2 separate regions of the Capsicum annuum genome follow, and region 1 is linked to region 2. A link is a contact called in public Hi-C data. All regions are on one chromosome and are shown on one strand. The core of a region is the stretch at or near the end of the contact, and the rest is flanking DNA. Distances in the headings are between cores, read along the strand shown.

Region 1 (4,220 bases), core at 222-2,721, 80 kb before region 2:
AAAAATATTCAAACATTTGACAATGGATTGGCCATATTTTGTCCTCTCCCCCGTTTGGTAAACAAGAATCTCCCACTTGATAATGATCTCTTCATCATCATAGGACTTGCTACACAATATTGTACTAGTACATTGTTTCTAATCCCACTCCTACTCATTTCTTCACCATTATTTTCTTGTTTTGACGTTCCAACATCCCTTTGCAACTCACAATTTTCCCCCGTTACACAATCATGAAATTCATCTTGATCAATTCTCAGTATATCAGCTATAGATAAATGACCTTGAGATACACAATCCATTGACACTGATCTCCTCCTAACTTCTTGATTCATATGGTTTTGGTTCGTTACATCCTCTTCTTTTTCTTCTTCGTCTCGTGTTTCCTCTTCTCTGATGCCCATTTCTATATCACGTTCCGGTTGGATTTGTGGAGTTGTTTCAATTTGAGGAGCTTCCATAATAGGAGGAGGTAATGGAGGAGGTGAAGCATTTGAAACAGTTATATGAGCCCGGCATAACGGGCAATTTGAATGAGATTTTAGCCATGTATCAATGCACATTACATGAAAAGCATGGCTACATTTAGGCAAAAGTCTAAGACTTTCATCTTCTTGAAATTCACTTAAACAAACAGAACAATTTGTTCCTTCAGTCAATAATCCATCGCATTTCTTGTATTTAAACACTGTAATAGACTTGATCAATGCCTCATCCAAACCACCACCCGCGGTAACATTCCATGCCTCGTGATTAGAAGGGTCATGATCCTCTTCAAATTCTGATTCTTCCTGATGATTTTCCCTTCTTCTTGAATTCCCACAATACTTTGATATTATGGCATAGTAGCTTACTAATAGGAAAGCACTAGCAAGAATTCCGATGATCGCGATAACTAGAGGAGAGAAATTACGACCAGAATCATCATCAGCAGAGAAATCAAATTGTGGTGGTGGAGGGAAAATTATGTAACACCATTGTGGGCAGTATAAACTGCAAAATCCTTGAGAACAGTCCCTAGTACTCATATATGGTGCCCAAGTTCTTGGATTACTTACAGGCACCAATTTATCGTCGTCCGGAAGACTCTTACTATACATGACACTGCAGAAAAACAAAATTTTGTGTGGCCCAAAAAGAGGTCACTTTCCCATCTCAAGCAATACGTATAAAACAGGGGAAAACAGAGGAATGAGAAGTTACCTAAGAGCACTTTGGTTATATCAGATAGGAAAAAGGGAGCATATGATAAGACATAAAGAAGGAGAATACTTAGTTTTTTTTTTTTTTTTTTTTCTGTTTTACTTTTGTTTGCTTTTTCTTTGTTCTCTTCTTTTTGTTTCTTTAATTTGCTTTATTGGAGATAGTGGTATATTGACTAACATGGTCATGTTGTTGGTTGGGCATTCATCAAAGTAATCAATGCTTTATCATGGGTACAAGCCACTTGCCACTAAACTGGATTAATAGGATAGATTACATGTAGCTCTTTCCCTTTTGTACAAAAGAAACTTATATTTGACATTACTCACTTTTTAAATATCTTCACTCCTAAGTAAATTCAGTAGAAACTTGTTTAACACTAGCCAATTGAATCTATTTATCAGTTTTTAATTACTGTTACATCAACTCAGTGAGAGGTGGAAAATTAGTTTATGAGAACATAATTCGTTCAATCTGTTTAAGTATCAGTGGGTTGTTTATCAATTAATTTTTTTTTTTTTTTTTTTGTTCAACTCGTCTAGCCAATTAAAAATTGAGCTGATACGAACCTAAATTAATCAATGAGAAATTGTTAAAATGTTTTAATATATCATGCAGCTTTATCAGGTACATAAAAATTATAAAAGAACAAATAATAAATAAGATAGTAAGAATTAGGCGAGTGGATTATGATCCTACATTTTAACATTTTAACCTAGGTAACTTTTGAGCGAATTAATAACTCAGTCTATTTTAAGCCACACAAATTCAATCTAACCCCCACTCCCCATTTTGATACCTCTGGTGAGAACCAAAGCAAAGCTTGCATTATTAGCCTACTCAGGGACGGAGCTAGCATGGTAGTTACAGATTTGGCAGAATCTTATGACTTAAGTTCAAATTCTGTAGTTATGTTGAAAATACTGTTTAATATGTATGCGTAATTTATTGAGAACTCTTTAAGGGAAACAAAGAAGAAGAAGAAGTTGACGCATAACCCATAAACTAAAAATCCCAATTCCACCTTTGTCTACCCCAGAACTATAAAATCTTCAATTTTTTGTCTTAGAAATGGGAAATGGGAATCTTCTTAAAGCCACAATATAAGGAAGTATATATTCTTGCTTTGGTTCTTGATAATTGAAAAGATATTTCTATTCAAGCTATTGAATTCAATGCTACTTTCCTTGTGTATTCTGTGCCTGGTTTGAAGTTTTATTTTATTGCTTTTTTTCTTTTGGTGGGGGAGAAAGAGTGTATAATGATCGTCAAAAGAATGTTGTACAGTGGATAGAGTTGTTCCTTCGTTAATAACAAGTTTTAATTTTTGTGACATGCATTCAGATATGGAGTGCTATTCCTGAATGAGTTCTACTCGAAGTAAACCTAAATTAATCAAATTCTATTACAGATATCCAACCTAGGATTTTTTTTTTTCAAAACAGAGCGTGTACGAATGAACCATATAAGGGAGAACATTCAGTGTCAGAAACTGAAGGAACTCAGAGGTTGTAATGGAGTTTTAATTCTACAAGTCAATCATGTTGGTGAAAGAAATGTAAAACCCAAAATATTCCTTCTTCCTCAGCCCCACACCTTGTCTTTTTCATTCACTTTATTTATTTTTTATGTTCGATAGATAAATACAAATTATTATTAGAAGAATATTTAAATGAAGTATAATTTAGACAAATACTATAAAAATAAGATAAGTTGACGGTGGAGGTGAGGGCAAGTTGAGGGTCGAGACGGGTACAATAGCCGCAGTTTCAGTTACAAGTCTCAATCAACAAGATCAAAATGCAACAATATATATTTATCTTGCTACTTAATAAAATAATTGAATGAGAATATAGGCAAAAAAAGTTTGTCAAATTTTGCATTGAAACGCTATATTAAAAATAGAAATATTTAATTGAAATATGATCTTTAGAATCTAAATGAAATACCATGATTACTTTAAAAGGCTGATTATGCACTAAGTCATTTATTTTCCTACTGTCATCTCCAAAGTATGCTCGGACTAGAGGGTCAAATATATGTAATCCTTTTGGACTCAATTTGACTTTTAGCTTTTACGATCGAGCACCTTAGGAATGTAGAAGAAGATAATATTCTAGCAAAGTCACCAGTACTGAATGAATTCTAGGGTTCCACAAGGGAGTCAATTATCCACTGAAATTCATGAATATAAAGGAGATGGTGACAAGAAGATAATTGAGTGTTTATTTATCCTTTTCTTGCATGCCTTGTCGTCTATACACCATGACTCATGAGGGAGACATGTGGGCCTTTTTTACGATCATCAATTTAACAGCAGCCTTGTTCTTTTTTTTTTTTTGGTTTGGGTTGGTGTGGGATGCTCTCGTAGCTTTTCCATATGAAATTTTTGTACCACACACCAGCCCAAAGTAGTGTGTTTTAAGACGTACCCTATATTTTTTTATTAAATTTGGTCAGTACAATTACTGTACAATTTGTATGCATATAGCTATTGAATAATTATTGTTCACTTGGCACACACTTGTTAAACATTGAGTGTATACTTGCCCCGAGATAAAGGGTTATGATTGCAATTTATATGTTCATAACAAAAACAAGGGGGAAGGGCTGAAGTCTGGTAAAAAATTTACCATCAGAACAACCAGGTACCTAAGGTGTGTTATCTCTTATAAGGTTAGGATAACAGGATAACTATAATAATGCAGCACCTATTGACCTAAATTTGATATGGAGATAGTTGAAAGTGCAGAGTTAGCATTTGAAGTTTATAATTTGAAAATTTAGTCCTTTTTAAGTTATTGAATTCTAAATTAATAATTTTTACATATTTAATGAATCTTGAAAGGTAAATACATTATTTGGATTAAAGCTACTGAGTTATTCAACCGAACTCGTAAGCTATACTCTAGCTCCACTCGGTTTGATTGTGACCCAAAGGTACTCCCGTATGGATCTACGTTTATTTTTATGGAAGAACTGAACTTATTGGTGAAATTGGATAAAAACTTACACGA
Region 2 (4,257 bases), core at 409-2,908:
TCTAGGTATTAAGAAAATAAATAATATTTAATGAAAAATAAAATAGACATAAAATGCGAAATTAACTCTTAATGTTTTAAATTAAATTTTCTTCTTTCGAACGATGATTTTTCTATATCACTCCTTATTATAAGTCATTTATGTATTAGAAAAATAAAAATAAGAAAATGATATGTTAACATAAAATATTTGATTGACTATCAAAATTATATTAGTGCCACATAAATTGAAACGGGACAGAAAAAGATATAAAACAACATACATTATTTGAAAATGAAATAAAAAGTACTGTAAATAACAATAATCAACAAAAAAAATTTGACTGATTTCTGCTGATTCAATCGTGATTTTAATGCATCACTCGCAATTAATTATTATAAGTCACTTATGTATTGAAAATTAATAATATTGAATCCACGATTTTACTATATAATATATATATATATATATATATATATATATATATATATATATATATATGAATAAAAAATTTCATGATATTTAAAAAAAAATTACTACATATACTCAAAGGGCAAAAGAGTAAAAATACACAAGAGATAAATGTAGAGAAATCAATAAGCACCAAATGGATTATTAACATTTGTAACATTCAACACATTTCAAATGTTTTCAAATTCTTCTTGAATCAATACATACACATAATAAAAATAATAAATAATAAATAATAATAATTACATTTTACTATATCACCCCTAATTAATTATTATGGTCATTTAAGCATTGTGCCACATAAGTTAAAATAGAAAAAATATTATAAATTACAATGATAAAAAATTTAAATTATTTAAAAAAATATCATTGGCTATCTTCGACACAAAACTCTGGACAAGGAGAGTAGCATATATTATTCAAAAATTACATAAAAAGTATCATAAATTACAATAGTTAACAACTTAAAATATCTAAAAATAATTTAATATGTTATATATTTCAAAACAATTACATGAAAAATACTAGAAATCACAATAATTAACAACTTAAAAAATTTAAAAGATATAAAATATTTGATCGACTCTGAAAATTATATTGGTGTCACTAAAATTGAAATAGAAGAAAAGTAGCATAAATCACAATAATTAAAAACTTAAATTATTTTTTAAATATAATTGACCATCAATACCACAAAAATTTGGACGAAAAAAGTACCGTATATTAATTTGAAAATTATATTAAAATATTATAAATTACAATAGTTAATAACTTAAATTATCTAAATATATATTAAAATAACATATGTTGAACTCATGCTAGATTTCGGATGAATCCTAGAAAACATTTGCAATTCTTTTATTAGAAAATTTTATTTAAATAAATCAAGATAGAAAGGATAAATAAATATATTAATGTTGGGCTCATGCTGACATGGACCATGCTTCTCTAGTTTGACTTATAAAAAGCAAATTTTAGCTTTTTTAAGCAATTTTAAAACTCGTCAAACATTTAAAAAAAAAACAACTTAAAAATTATTTTGATCAAAATATAACCCATCTAAACACCCACTATGTCGATGCCTTTGGACCATTCTACAATTTCGTAAAGCGTCCAGGCAAAAATAGTTTCGATAGAAGAGATAGGGTCCCCTAAAATTTGGTGGGTATGAAATAAAGATTGATTAGATGGGAACACTGGTTATTGACTTGGTATTTTCCAACATTGACTTGTCTACGAGTACTACTCTATAGTCTTTAGTCTATACTATGATTGTCTGATCACTTATCTTCGGCTTATCTCCATTCATGGATGCAAAAATTACAGTCCAATATCATTGAACCATCTAATTGATCAAATGTATACCATGCATAATGTATAATGAGCAAGTATACGTTTGGAACAAAATATTCATTATATACGTATAAATACATATATACGTAAGTTACCAAAGGGCACGTTTAAGTAAGTTACCAATCGTGAACCCCACTCCATTAGACACTTCTATTTGTTTGGGATCGGCTTTGTTGGGCTTAACCCAATTAAATGGGCCTCAAAGTGACGTGTCTTTACTCTTGGGATATTTGCTACCACACCAGCCAACCACTGTGTTTTTCAACTTGGCAAATATAGCATATGCTGCCAAAGCTATAGGTTTCTATTATTTATTCCTTTTTCTTTACTATTCAATATTTTATACTTATTTTTGGACTCCACTAATTTGAAATTGCTCCATGCCAAGGAAGAGAGTTCCCTTTTTGATTATTTCCCTTGTCCATGCTTGAATTCGAAATATTTAATTAAACGTGAAAGAATTATATGCATCTCATTTTAACCCTTGGAGCCCAGTAGCTAGAGCTAAGTTATTAAATGACTAGATTAAACCTCCCAATAGAAGATAGTTTAGAGCATAGAATCTAATTAACAACCCCATAGGCAAGTGGTCCATCATATTGGAGAAAAAGGGACGTGACAAGATTTTCTACGTGCTAGAACTAGAACTAGAGACTTTGAACCGACATATCAACATTAATTTTACTTTAGCTAGAATATGACTTGCAAATTGGTTTCTAGCAAGTAGGTTCATAGCAAGTGCGATGTTTGGTTATTTTCATTAGAAATGAAGTCATGCAATTCAAGTTCATTGACCCTGGAGTTGCGAACCTACGGTTCTTTTGAAACTCTGGAAGTTATATTCTTGGGGTCGTTTGGTAACATAGATATTATGGGATAAAAAATAGGATAAATTATACAAAACTCAAAGTTCTGAGACTATATTATTCAATATCCCTTGCTTTTTCAAAATTTATATTAAATCCCGCATCCTATTTTTACTCCACCATTAACTTGTCCCTTGTTTGGTTATTAATTCTTGAATAAGTTATATTAGGATAAGTAATTAGTATCTGAATAAGTTATCTCTACCACAGTTTGGAACAATAGTAGTGGAATTAGTTATCCTGGAAAAGAAAAGAAAATATGACAAAATACCATTGAGGTCCCTCAAACTTTTTTTCTACTAAATAAGGTGAAGTGTATTTTTACAAATAAACAACTTCTTATAAAAAATTATGCAATGCTTGTTATTTATAATTTGACAAATCAAACAATCGATAAGAAATAATACAAGAATACTAATCTCAACATAATCAATCCTTTATAACTTGTCTTCAAATAAAACGAGCCCTTAATTGCTCGATTCTTTACATTTTTTTTTTAAAAAGGTAGTAACAAATTAAAGAAGGAAAAACATCATCAGTTGGCAATTTTTTTGATCTCTGACCTGGTGTCCATTAGCCGTTTTAGATTGGACTAATCTAGATTTGGGCTCGAAAATCTTACTTTAGGAGTAGACTGCTCTCTAAATACCATCTAATTAAGAATTGAAAAATATTTATCACTTGGACCCCACTTCCCCAGGTGGATAGTAGATTTTTCTTGTCTCTTTGAAATGTAGACAGTTCGCTTGTAACCAGACAAATGTGTTTTATAAGTTGATCTGAAAATACAAAAACAAATCCAGATATTTAAATTAGCCAGTAAATCTAAGTCTTAAGACATTTAGGATTAAGGAGATGTAAATGTATGTCTAATTAGCCCTTATTCGTTGTTCCATTAGAAGAAAGTTAATATAGTTTTGTAGAGAATGGCTAATCAACTCACTCAAATGATCAAGTTGAAGAACTTAAACTACATTCACTGTAGTTTCCATTTTACAGTTTTCACTATAGTTGTGTTTCCTAAAAATAGTTACTATCCATTAGGTAGAATCTGTTAGTTAGTTAGTTGTTCTTAATCCTCACAGTTAGTTTCAACTATACTTTCTCTGATTCTAACTCTCTCTGATTCTTCTCTCTCTGAATTCATTCAATTCTCTTCAATGTTCTTCACTCATATTACAGAAAACTACATGATATCAAAGTGTAACGCTCCAAAAATAGGTCCTGAAATGTCACACGATGCTTAAGACTATGAGTAGCCTCAAGCTAACCCTGTAAGCCTTCTACTGAATCTGAATATTCATGATAGAGAAATATAATCATCAAATCAATGTAGAAGTCAGTCTGATCTAAGCTGAAATTATCTGAACATAATATCTGAAAATGTTAGACTCAAAGTTTGGAAAAATAATACTGGAAGTTTAAATCATAACTAGCAGTCTGACAAGCCTCTACTACTAATAACTAGAGAGCATGCTAAATTAATAACTCAAAAGTACTATAAATTTTGATTGTACTGAGTTTATGGGGGTGAATGCACAAGTAAATTAATAACTCAAAAGTACTATAAATTTGTAAAAGAATGCAT

What was found. A called contact is a pair of places that touch in the nucleus more often than the background predicts.
Region 1: a contact with region 2 is called in a Hi-C map of leaf, with 3 times the contacts expected there. The contact joins the promoter of LOC107872879 here to the enhancer-like site in region 2. A contact is called at or near these places in 2 of 5 Hi-C or Micro-C datasets (leaf and placenta).

What each region holds. Positions count from the first base shown.
Region 1 is chr6:186,194,848-186,199,067 of UCD10Xv1.1, reverse strand. It overlaps LOC107872879 (RING-H2 finger protein ATL52), which reads right to left and starts at 1,471. Exons shown (of 2, transcript XM_016719531.2): 1 at 1,204-1,471; 2 at 1-1,104. The coding sequence starts at 1,100. The coding sequence ends at 9.
Region 2 is chr6:186,115,187-186,119,443 of UCD10Xv1.1, reverse strand. No RefSeq gene overlaps it. Among protein-coding and RNA genes, the nearest start is that of LOC107872880, 72 kb to the right of the region's middle. Within about 2 kb of position 1,658, at least 4 of the 5 cell types and tissues checked have an H3K27ac peak or open chromatin away from gene starts, as enhancers often do. A contact at or near this core is called in leaf, where this site is marked.